Regions from separate parts of the Sus scrofa genome. Here region 2 is linked to region 1. The links are chromatin contacts, called in public Hi-C maps. All regions are on one chromosome and are shown on one strand. The core of a region is the stretch at or near the end of the contact, and the rest is flanking DNA. Distances in the headings are between cores, read along the strand shown. Region 1 holds the start of NUF2 (kinetochore protein Nuf2). Region 2 holds the start of CCDC190 (coiled-coil domain-containing protein 190).

Region 1 (6,375 bases), core at 919-3,418:
ATTTTATTGTAGATACCATCATCCTGCTCTTCTTTTACCTCACTTTTCTCTCTCCACATGGTCTATTCCATTCTTGGTTTATATACAGGTCCCTCTTTTCTTGTCTGGACTCCTAACAATGGTTCAGACATTTGTTGGGTAATTATCATTTGAAAGATATATTACTAGGACAATGTATAAATCATAATAGTCAAAACAACAGGGAATATTTATCAAGTGTTTACAATTCTGCTGGACATTTTACATGAATGAATCCATTTAATCTTCATGACACTCTATAAGCCAGATATTATCACTATTTTAAGGATGCAGAAACCATTTTAGTTAGGTTAAACAACTTACCTGAGTCCATACAGATAGTAAGCAGTGTGATGAGATATTTAAACCTAGTTCTTTCTGACTTAAGAGCTGAGCTCTCAGCCACTATGCTATCTATTGCCCTTTTCCCTGCCTCTGAAAAGATGTGGCCTGTGGAGTATGTGCATGCACAAATAATCAGTTTGATTTGGTAAGTGCCAATGAGAAAGGCTTTTTTCTCTCCTTTCTTCACTGACTCTCACTATTTAAAAAAAATCTATTTCCTAGCTCACTTTTATAGAAAGGAAAAACCCCTAAACTACTGAATATGCAATGTATTTTTTTTCAAATTGGTATGCATTTCCATATTAACAGGTATAGCCTTCACCCTCCAAATCAAAGTACCAGAATTTGCATCTACTTCCAATGCAATCTTTCCAGCATTATTTTTCACTTGAGGCAATTCAGACTTCCCATCCAATACATCACTGTCTCTAGATATTACCATAGCCTGTGGTCAGACACAAGTCTTATTATGGCCTCTACTGTCCCAAGCCATAAGAAAACCAAATGGCTTTTCCCTCTGACAACTAGGCCAGTAGTTGCTGCAAGACCCTTATTTGTGATCATGTATGAACTCCCTCTCATTCGAGCATTATTATCTGAAGAATCCAACTCAGAGACATCCAAGTTTGGCTAATAGTTCAGTGTTGGGAAACACCAGGAGTCCCTGGCTCCTGTGGAGGGATGAATGAAGGGAGGGAGAAGCACCAGGAGATTTGGGTTCTACCCTAGACAGTGTCACTTACCGTACAAGTGGAAACGAATCACTTCTAAGCCTGTGAAAGTGAACTAACCTAACCAAGTGCACTGCTAGGTTGCTCTCATCTCTTGAAGTTGTACCTACAAACACAATCAAATGATCTGTGTTCAAATCCTGATTATGCTACTTATGAACTACTGCGTACAGCTTTGGGCCAAGTGCATAATCTCCTTGATTTAATCACTCATTTGATGACAGTATCTACTAACCACTTTTCCTTATTAATTTTTTTTTTTCCTCACCCGCACATGCGTAAGATCCCCGGCCAGGGATCAAACCTGTGCCGCAACAGTGACAACGCCAGATCCTTAACCAGCTGAACCACCAGGGAGCACCCCTTTCCCTTTTTTTTTTTTCCCCTCTCATTTTTTTTAGGGCCGCACCTGCGGCATATGTAAATTCTCAGGGGTCTAATCGGAACTGCTGCAGGCCAACCACAGCAACGCCAGATCCGCCAGATCCTAGCCGCATCTGCGACCTACACACTACAGCGCGAGTAAATGCCAGATACTTTAAGACACTGCGTGAGGCCAGGGCTCGAACCCGCATCCTCATGTATACTAGCGGGTTTTTAACCAGCTGAGCCGCAACGGGAACTCCTCCTTTTCCCTTTCTAATGAAGCCTAAATTAGATAATACCTATAAGCATCCAACACAAAACCTGGAGCCTCATAATTAATGATCAAAAAATATCGATATCATTATTACTCTGAGACTCTATGACTTACCCTGCTCCATTGAAAGCCCCACGTCCTCTTTCCCTTGTCACCTTAAGCTTAGCACACGTCTCCAGAAATCCTCCATTCGCTCTTGCTCTTCGCCTGGAACCCCGACAGTTTTCAAAAGTTTCGGGGACTCCATAGCAACCTCGGACTCCTCCAAACCACTGCGCTCCCACTGCTTACGAACTCGAGGTCCGACTAGGCACCAACTCCGCGAAAAATAGTTCCGGGTGGAACCCGGCGTCCTCTCGCAGTTCCAGCCCCAGCCGCCTTGAGTCTATTGAGCCCAACCGGCACCCGGCGCGGCTAGAGAGCAGGAAGTGGGCGGGGCGGAACGGGGAGGGACTTACAGGAAGAGGCGGCATGTTTGAAAAGTAACAACGGTTGATGTTTGCAGATTTTTGGCTTCGCTTGTAACTGCTCCACGGACTCGCCGTCTTCCTGTGGGCGGCTGGTGCGGCAGGTGAGCGCTAACAGACACGCGCGGGAGGAGAAAGGGAGACTAAGTGCGCCCTCTCGCTCTGGAGCCACCGGCCGGAGTCAGAACGCGGGGCCTGGCAGTGTTTTCGTTGGGCGCGGCGCGGGCGGGGGAGGCTAGAGAAGACAGGTCATTTTTTTGGATTTTAGTCCCCCAAACTAGCTCATTTCCTACCAAACGGATGGGTGTTGTCTGATACAGCATAAACTACGGAGAAGAAACTTGAACTGAAGCTGGTCAGTTGAAGCTTGCATTTATATGTTTTAAACCCATTTCTTTAAAAGGTGATGGGGTTGCAGATGTTGGTCAACTTTCTGCAAACCTCCGTTGCTCAAACGTCGCTTAACCAAAGTCAAAATCAGGAATCAAAAGGCAAAAATATACTTCATCCGAAAGTTAGAGGAAGAGAGCAGTGTACATATGCCATGCATGTATAGCATGATTATTCTTCCTGAATGAGTTCAGGAAACTTTACCTTATTGAGGTTAGGAGTCATTGTTTTTGTTTATTCTCTGCTTCCTGGGATTTTGATTTCCACGATCTAATTTATTTTAGCAAAACAATGTGTTTGAAATTTAACTGGTATTCATTCAAAACCTACTGTGCACAGGACTTCGGTGTTGCAAATAAATGAGAAACTGAGGGGTAACGAATGTAAAATGCCTGTTACTTGGCAGGCGGCCTGAGGATCACTTTACATTTATTAGGTCATTTATATATCTTTATCTAACCAAAGTGCCTCTCTCCTCCATTTTCCCCCTCTCTTCTCCTGTGTTTTTTTTTTTTTTTTTCCTCCCTCCCCCAAGAATGGATTGGAACTTCCCTTGATTCAACCTGTCAAAAGAAGCTAGAAATTGGATATGAAAGGTGGTTCCAAGAGGAAACATTGGAAGTTTGGGAAACGTCCTGGAGGAGACTAACTTGGAACAGAAAATTCATTAGGTTATTAAATTGTGGAAGGTTTTAGAAACCAAGCAGAAACATGTGAATTTGATGTGGCGAATAGGGCGAGTAATTATTTTTGTAAAGATGTTACATGATGCAGTGGTATTCTATATGGATTAATCTGAGAGGGTGTGAAGATTTTAGAAGAGAGGGATGTGCAATAATAATTTTGAAGATATTTTACACCTCTTTAATGTGATCATCTCTGATCCAGATATAGTATGTTTTGGAAAATTAACTTTCTGCCGCCTTTCTTTGGGCAAGGCTTTTTATCATTGATTTTTAAATCTCTCACCTAGATGAAAATGTAGATACGCATATTTATGCTGAAAAGGACATATAATATATGAGGTGTCAGAATCTGGGTTCAAAAAGATTGTGGCTATAGAAGGAAAACTTGGAATTATGAATTCAATAATAGGAAATGCAAGTCCTTGCTTAGGATTCAAGTAATCAGTTATGTAAGAAGAATATGGAGAAGTCTTGGCTTGACATCAGTGAGCTATGCTGAAGAAGTTCTGGGAGTTTTCACTCCATCATATATGTTTGTCAATAGCACTTGATCAACAGTGACTGTTGCCAGCTGTACTGATATTTTTCCCTGAACAGACTATATTCAGAGTATTGTGTTCAATCTGAGCATTACATTTTAAGAAGACATTAACAGACTAGTTCTGGAGGAAAATGAGTAGAATGGTAAAATTTCTGAAACAAAGTCATAAAAGGAGTGGTTATTCTTAAATTATGCTTACCTTAGACAAGAGAAGGCTAAGCAGAGATGATAGCTTCCTTCACATTTTTGAAAGTGGAATCATGTAAACAGATTAGTATATTTTACATTTTTGCTGTGACTAGAAATAAGACCAGTAGGTAACACTTACAATAAACAGAAAGAAAATTCTATCTAGTATGAGAAAGAGTTATCTGATTATTATAGCTATACTAAGGTGGAAAAAACTTTTGCCTTGAGACAGCAAATGCTGTTTTCAAGTGTTCAAGCAGAACTGGGAAGCTGTTTGTTAATCATATTTTAGAATGGTATCCTATATTTGTCAGAGGTTAAGCAGGGTGCCAAAGCTGCTTTCTAACCCTGACATTCTAAGAAACACTCGGAGCCTAAAGAAATAGATTTCCAGAATTGTGGGTCATTTCAGTTTGTTTGCAAAATTGAATATCTTCACATTGGATCTCTGGGAACAGCTGATTCTCTAGAGAATAGGGGATTCATAGGTAATTAACCAAGTATTGTTAGCTAAGAGACAGTTGCTTCTATTGCTGCTGCTTCTGCTACTACTATGATTGCTATTCTGTTAGGCACAGCTAGAGATGTGAAGAAAATGAAAGTTTTCTTAGCTTACTGAGAGCCCACCATGTAATGCCAGAAACATCATCACAGTACACTGTGGCAAGTCGTATAACAAGAGTTCAGTGCTAGGCTCTAGGGCAGGATTTCCTAACCTCAGCATTATTGGCATTTTGAACTGAATAGTTCTTTGCTCTTGAGTGGCTGGCCTATGCATTGCAGGATGTTTAGCAGAACGCTGGGCCTTCTACCCACTAGATTCCAGTAGCAGCCCCACTTTACTCCTGACAACCAAAAATGTCTACAAAATTGTGAGAATTACTGCTCCAGGGGGACCAGTTGGGAATACCTCACTATCTGAGGACATAGGGGAGGTGGCTTTTGTTGTTTCTTTTTTTTTTCCCTAAATTCTCACTCTGGTGATTGGAAGTCCCACTACAGCTACTGTACTCTTACTCTTTTTTTCCTCTCTCTCTTCCTATTTACATCTTAAACTTCATTAGTCATGCCACTGTGTGTACATTGAATAAAATATCACATCAGAGTATAGTTTTTTTTATCTACCCTATTTTCCTATTATTTCTATAATAGTTCTATAGTGTTGCCTAGGAGTTCCCATCTTGGCTCAGTGATTAACGAATCCGACTAGGAACCATGAGGTTGTGGGTTTGATCCCTGGCCTTGCTCAGTGGCTTAAGGATCTGGCCGTTGCCGTGAGCTGTGATGTGGGTTGCAGATGCGGCTCTCATCCCGCGTTGTTGTGGCTGTGGCGTAGGCTGGTGGCTACAGCTCCGATTCAACCCCTAGCCTGGGAACCTCCATGTGCTGCAGGAGCGGCCCAAGAAATGGCAAAAAGACAAAAAAAAAAAAAAAAAAAAAAAATTAGTGTTGCCTATATATCTTGGTAGTGTTTCAAGGATTAATTTTCAGGATAGATCTTACCATCTTACCAGTTTAAAAAAGAAAAACATAGTTTCTCATCTGTCTGGACCTAAGTCCTCTTTCCCGTATGAAAGAAAAACAACATTAGGAAAACTAGAAAATGATTGTATTGCTTTAGAATAAAAGTTATATTAGGATATGTGTGTGTGTGTATGTCTGTACATATTTTTAATGTTACTTACTAGGATGTTTGATGATTTGATGATAGCTAGCACTGCTATGAATATAGTTCAACCTTGGCTTGCTAATTTTCTATTTATCAGCTTCCAGATAATGAGAATTGCTGGTTGTGCCATGTTTCTGATCTTGTTTTTTTAATTTCTTTAGACTAGCAGGAGACTCCCAAGATGGAAACTTTATCTTTTCCCAGATATAATGTAGCTGAGATTGTGGTTCATATTCGAAACAAAATCTTAACAGGAGCTGATGGTAAAAACCTCTCCAAGAATGATCTTTCTCCAAATCCCAAGGTAAAATGTGGTAATGTTTGCATGTGGTTGATGTTATTTGAAAGGAAATTAAACTGCTAGGTCTGTAGTGTGTGGAGAAGGGCATGTATCTTACTGTTTGATACAAGCTAGTCATTTTAATCCAGAGAAAGACCTCTCACCTAGTGTAATTTTAAAATAACATTGTTTCTATGTGGGGCAACTTCTGCATTCCCATTAGGAATTCAAATCTTTAATATGGTCATTTTCTTAAAAAAAATAAAGCTTAGACATGGTAAACTATATTAAACTTTTTATTATTGAAGCAGTGGTCTGAGAGTATTGCAGGAGCTTATTCCAGGTGGTTTCCAATCACAAAAAAAGTGCTTATAAACAATCTTCTTTGGAAGCTTACAGATTAATTTTCTTCCATTATG
Region 2 (6,186 bases), core at 2,973-5,472, 370 kb before region 1:
GCAATTATAATTTTCTGTTATAATTTCTCACAAGCACAACTACCTTCCAATTTAAGTGTGATCATCTTGAGGGGACAGACCATATTTTTTCTATTTGCATTTATCTGCATCTATCTGAGTTGCTATAGAGTCTGGCCCATAAAATGCCTGTCTCTGAATAATCTGTATCAGCTCAGTTAAAAATGTGGATTTTGAAACTAATTCCTAACCTACTGATCCAAATCTCTACAGATGAGGACTGGGACTATGCATTTTAAACAGTACACCAAATGGCACATAGTTGAATCTTGATAACAATTTAGATGAATCATGAGAAAATATTGCCTAGTACACTGCCTGACAAAATACTGAGACTTAATTCACATTGTTTCTTTCCTTCTTCCCTAGTTTTACTGTCAAGACGTCTGAGGCTCAAAGAGGATGTGACTTTCCAAAAGACATAGAGACAGAGGGCCCTGAATTCAAGTTTTCTGCCTCCTGGTCTAGACTCTTCATACTACCTGTCCTTGAGGCAAACTCTCTAATCATCAAGGACAGCCACCTTCCTCTCACATGATCTTTTGAGAGTAGGTATCAGTATCCTTTTTGAGAGTTGAAGTGGAATTCAGCCAAATGTCTTCTAAGATTCTTTTCCGTTATGTGAGCTCTCATTTCTACCTTGGTGTAATTATTTATTCCAGACAGAGAAGCTGAAAGCAGAGAAATTCAGTTACTGGCTCAGAATCCTCTTTCAAACCCAAAGCCAGAGGTTAGAAATAATTCCCAGGCCAGACATCTGTACATCACTCTTAGCTCTAGTGTCCTTCTATTAGACCTAAATAATTTTACGTTGAATTGTGATACCTGGCTTTCCTCTTAAATGTGCTACATCATTTTTGCAGCTCCTGCACCTGCCTTCAGGAGGAAAGGGCTATAGTTTTGAAGAGCTGAGACAGATTCATTCTATGCTGAAGTAATATTGAAATCCGATTATTTTAATTATGGGAAAAGTAGATGTAGTTTCTACAAATTGTGTAACTACGCCAACTCTCAACAGAACAGTAGAAGAGTTCTAATCCTGTAACAATCTTTTACTGCTTGATTGATAAGAGCAAGCACTAATATAGCATTATTTTGCATTTAGGTACTGTTCCAAGTGCTCACTGAATCCTCAGATGACTTCATGAGGTAGGAAACATCACTTCCATTTTACATTGGAGGAAAATGAGGCAGAGGCAGGTGCCGTAAGCTGCCCCAGGCCTCATAGCTGTTAGGTGATAGAGTCAGGATTCCAACACTGACAATCTGGGTCCACAGTCTGTGTTCTTATTCCCCATGCTTTAGTGGATGAGGATGAAATCCCTGAGCAGGCAGTTTTATTTTTCTTGTTTTAGTGAATGGTATAGGGAGCTTTGGAAACTCTGAGATTCTGGATACCATTGTGCAGCCCTTCTTTCTGTGATGATCAGAAGCTACTAGATAGAAACTAGCTTTGGACGTTAGTAGCATTATTCTTTTATAACTACTAAACCACATAGTCTATGTTAATTGGATAGTCTTCTAAGTGATGTGTACATTTGGAAAGGATAATTTTCTAGCAGCAGAGGTTTTGGGGGGGGGATTAGTAAAAAGAATACGAGTTCACAGCCTCTGAGTAAAGAGACCTCACTGGGGAAATGAAAGAAATATTTGCCCTTTGTATTTTTAAGAATACAAAGAAATCATAGTACCAGTGCATAACCATTACTTATGCAAAATTTTATACTCCAAGCAAAATCCGAAGACTCTAATGTTGGAGTTCCTGTTGTGGCTCAGTGGTTAACGAATCTGACTAGGAACCATGAGGTTGCGGGTTCGATCCCTGGCCTTGTTCAGTGGGTTAAGGATCTGGTGTTGCCGTGAACTGTGGTGTAGGTTGCAGACGCGGCTCAGATCCCGCATTGCTGTGGCTCTGGCATAGGCCGGTGGCTACAGCTGCGCTTCGACCCCTAGCCTGGGAACCTCCATATGCTGCAGGAGCAGCCCAAGAAATGGCAAAAAGACAAAAAAAAAAAAAAAAAAGACTCTAGTATGAGTACACCTTGGAGTATAAGGAGGGTAGTTGGGAAATTCACTTTCTGCAGAAGAAAGAAAGGGCCTGACTCTGAGACTGGTAAGTGTTGAAAACTGCCAAATGCTCCTTGCTCAGGCCTATCAGAGCTCAGCCATTGTTGCACACTGGTCTCTGGTCACTAATCCCAGGGACTTGGTTGGGTTTTTTGGTTTTTGTTTGTTTGTTTGTTTGTTTTTTGCTTCCCTTTCATAAGATGACTTGCACATTATTATAGTTACTCGATGAATGTTTGTTGACCATGCATAGAAAAGAGGTGAAACCAAGTCAACCCAGATATAGTGAAAGGAAAGCAGAATGAAAATAAAATAAGAGGGTAGAACACTAAGGCTTCAAGCCAGAAAGAGTTCATTTCAAAGACTGACGTGACTGGGAACCTGAGAAGTGCTGGCTTTGCATGTGGGCTGCTCTAGGGAGGTGTGTAATCCAGGAAGGGTGGGACATGGGAGGGTGGGTGGCCTAAAGTCCAGGTTGAAATGAGAAGTTCTCACTTCCTTGGTGTCCATGTCTCTGAAAGGGCCCTCATCATGAGATGGGGATGTTACTTTCGCCACAGCCAAATACTGGCTTGCTGCCCTGCTCTTCCCCTCCCTGTCCTGGAAGCCTACCTTGCTGCAACCTCTGCAGTTCTTTCTGGAGCTGTCTCTGCTCTCTGGTCAACGATTTCACATAGTACAGGCAGATATCGTCTAATCTCTGCAGTCTTTGGCTGAGTCTGGCTTCAGCCTGCTTGGCATTCTTCCTTTCCAAATCGAAGTGCTTATGCAGTGGTCCCCTAACCATGTGTCTCTCCATCTTCTTCATGGTCTAGAGATGACAGAACAAGATTCTTCCAGGCACTGTGACAGACCTGAGAAAGCAAAACAGGAACTCTGTCCCCTGGCTTTGAATCAGAGATCAGTGTTTGAATCCCGTGTGTTTCTAAACGCACAGCTGCCAGGTCAGATGAAGTCACACTATTGGAAAACTGCCCTATGGCAACATGAGTTTCCAGAGTGACACAGAAGTATTGAGAGCAAACTGCTCTGAACTTCAGTCTCCTTGCCAATAATATAGTGATAGACGATAGTTTCCCTATACAACCACCAATGAGATTGCTGCAAAGATCAAATAAAAAGAATATGAACAACTTTTTGGGCAAAAATAATAGAAACACTTTCCATACATAAGGCATTATTCATCCTATAAGTCCTTTCTACTGTTCTTTAGAGACTCCTTGAAAGCCTGTTCAGAGGTCTGTAAATGATTTGGGGACTTAGGACAGAGCCATTCTAGGGCCCCTTTAGTTCACTAATTCATGTATGTGCAGGTCCACACATAGTAGCCTGTAATTCTGCTATGTGCCAAGAGCTGTGCTGAGGGCTAAGAAAAGTGGTGAATGAGAAACAATTCCTGCTTTCAAAGAACTTTCAGATTTCAACTCTGGAGTCTAATGGTACATGCCGAATCTGAGCAATCAATATTGCAAAAAGTAGAAAGAGTAGGATCTGCTGGTCACAAAATAATATAGGCATTCAGAACAAGTAGTCTGGGCAGCTCTGGTGAGACCACTTGGATTGTGCAGGAGTTCCTCTTCCTGCCTTCACCCATCTTCCTCCTCTGAACTCTGCACTAACAGTCAGGGACACCCATTTTTCCTCCTCTTTGCATCCTTCACAATATGTATCTCAGAGCTAAGAGCACAATACGTACCTGAGATATAAATCAGCTGTTATCAAAAAGCTTTGATTATAATAACACTGGAAAAAAAACTTAGTATTAAAAGGGAGATAAGGTCAGGACACAGGAAAGAAATTTTAAGACAGCTTGATTTCAGCCTAAAGTGTAGAATAAACTTTTACTGAAGAACACGGTGAGTAGCACTTACCTACAAATCCAGGGTTCTCACCGTAAAACTGTTGCCTGCTTCTTTTGGTATGCCAGGCTGAGCCTGGATTAATGAGCCTGTTTTTCTTCAGTAAATGAAGGGGTTTAGTGTTGGGGAAGAAGGGAGGGGAGGGGTCTTTGGAGAGGGCTGCAGGGGAGAATGATGAATATACTTGAAAGCTCTCATCGATGCCACCTCCTTGGTCAGGAATGCTAACTCCCTGGGTGTGGGCACCAGTCCCAGAGCTTGAAATAACTCCTCGAGTTAAGGAAGCCTGCCAGCTTCCAGCCCTCCCCTAGAGGGGCACGCAGTGCTCCTGGGCTGTGTCCATGGGAGCCAAGAATGAAAGCAAGGAGCGTCTTACTCTGTTTTCAGTCTCTCTCCCCTCTCTCCCCATCCCCCTTCTCTATCCCCCCCCTCTTTTGCCATACTGCTCCCTACCTCCCCTCACAACACCCATTCCTACTTCTTGGAAACCAGATCAGGTTCCATAAGAAGGCTTTTTTTTTTTTTTTTTTTTTTTTTTGTCAGAATGTGCACATTTTATGCAGGAGAGTAGTTAATTTGTTTACTTTGTATTCTTGCACACTGTACTACTTTTCCTAGGCTTCTATCCATGTTTTGTGTACTTCAGGGCTTATTAAGATGTCCAAAGTTGTCAAAATGGAATTAGGCAAAATGAAATTTAAATCAGCTTTTGTGATCATATATTGCACTCTGTGGTAGAAGGCCAGTTGAACTATATTGGCTATAGAATAAGATATTAAGTGGGATTTTTACTGTTGCCCTAGAGCTTCATCTAAAAACAAGAGGCATTAATGTCCCACAGTCTAAAAAGACCTGCTAGCACAGAGGCCTATTAATTCCCCCAAAGCTTACAGAGAGACAGCTAAATAGGCCCACAGTCATCACCTAGCAAGCAAGCTATTATAAGGAGCTTACTGGGGAGAGGGAGTTGAAAATCCATTATTCTCTCAGTAGGAGGTAATGCCTTTACCATCCCCTCTCATGAGGTAATTCTCCCACCTCCAAAATTTAAATGAAGGGAATGGGGTCCCAAGAAAATCGTCATAGAGAAGGGGATGTCTACACAAGGGGATACTGACACCTCCTTCCCAGCTGGAGAAGGACTGGTTGGGGAAAAAACAATAATGCCTCAGCACAATTATATTTGAAGAACTCTGCCTCTTTTATTTCCTTATATACCCCAACATTGGGGGTTACATATTGAAAAGATAAGGGAGAGGAGGTATACCAAAAAAATCCATGTTTTCCAGTCCATCCACGGGGCTGGAGAAGGAGAATGATAGGGCAGATTATCATATCCCACCCTCCTCCAGGTCCCTTGGAGTCCAGCAAGGAAAGGGTTTAAACAGTATTTGAGATTGGAATTTCAAAGTGGGATTGACTTTTTTTTTATAACCAAAGTGTGTGTACAGAAATGTGTACAATGTATTCCTGAGTTTCCAGGCCACATCACAGGGAGTAATGGATTCTCCTTAAAAGATGGAGGCAGAAGTCCAGAAAAGCCAAGGCAGCTAGTAGCAGCAGGCAAAGTACCAGATTCAAGAAGCTCAATGAATTCCAAGCTGAAGAAAGATGAATAAAATGACTCCAAGGTATATAAAATCAAATTGCTAAAAAAACTAATAAATAATTTATGAAAACAACTAGGGAGTTCCCATCATGGAGCAACAGTAATGAACCCGACTAGAATCCATGAGGACACGGTATCGATCCCTGGCCTTGCTCTGCAGGTTAAGGAGACTGCATTGCTGTGAGCTGTGGTGTTAGTTGCTGACAGTTCTAATCCTGTGTTGCTGTGGCTGTGGTGTAGGCCAGCAGCTACAGCTCTGATTTGACTCCTATGCCATGGGTGTGGCCCTAGAAAGACAAGGAAAAAAAAAAGAGTGAAAAAAGACACACCACAGAGGAACACAGATAAGAATTATGGCAGACTTCCTGTCAGAAACAATTCAAGCCACAAGATAGTGAAGCAAGATGTTTAAAGTTAAAAGAAAAAAAAAATAGAATTTTATATACACAAAAGTCTTTTAATAACAATAGTAAATTGAAGAATTTTTTTAGTCATAAGGAAGCACCAATAATTTTTTATCAAAAGATGTACAATTCAAAAAATGTTAAAGACAGTCCTTTAAATAGAAGGAAAATTACACCTAATCGAAATCCAAATCTACATAAAAGGATGAAGAGCCCAGGAAATAGTAAC

What was found. Hi-C and Micro-C count contacts between places; a contact is called where the count stands out from the background.
Region 2: a contact with region 1 is called in a Hi-C map of fetal skeletal muscle, with 2.5 times the contacts expected there. The contact joins the promoter of CCDC190 here to the promoter of NUF2 in region 1. A contact is called at or near these places in 3 of 5 promoter capture datasets (fetal liver, fetal skeletal muscle and liver), 14 of 47 Hi-C or Micro-C datasets (adipocytes, alveolar macrophages, fetal skeletal muscle and 8 more) and 1 of 2 datasets of contacts at active chromatin or transcription factors (alveolar macrophages).

What each region holds. Positions count from the first base shown.
Region 1 is chr4:87,189,986-87,196,360 of Sscrofa11.1, reverse strand. It overlaps NUF2 (kinetochore protein Nuf2), which reads left to right and starts at 2,168. Exons shown (of 14, transcript XM_005655379.3): 1 at 2,168-2,305; 2 at 5,838-5,980. The coding sequence starts at 5,858. LOC100518120 (a long non-coding RNA gene) reads right to left here and starts at 2,055. Exons shown (of 2, transcript XR_001303421.2): 1 at 1,849-2,055.
Region 2 is chr4:87,558,063-87,564,248 of Sscrofa11.1, reverse strand. It overlaps CCDC190 (coiled-coil domain-containing protein 190), which reads right to left and starts at 4,222. Exons shown (of 4, transcript XM_003355080.4): 1 at 3,957-4,222; 2 at 2,698-2,896. The coding sequence starts at 2,893.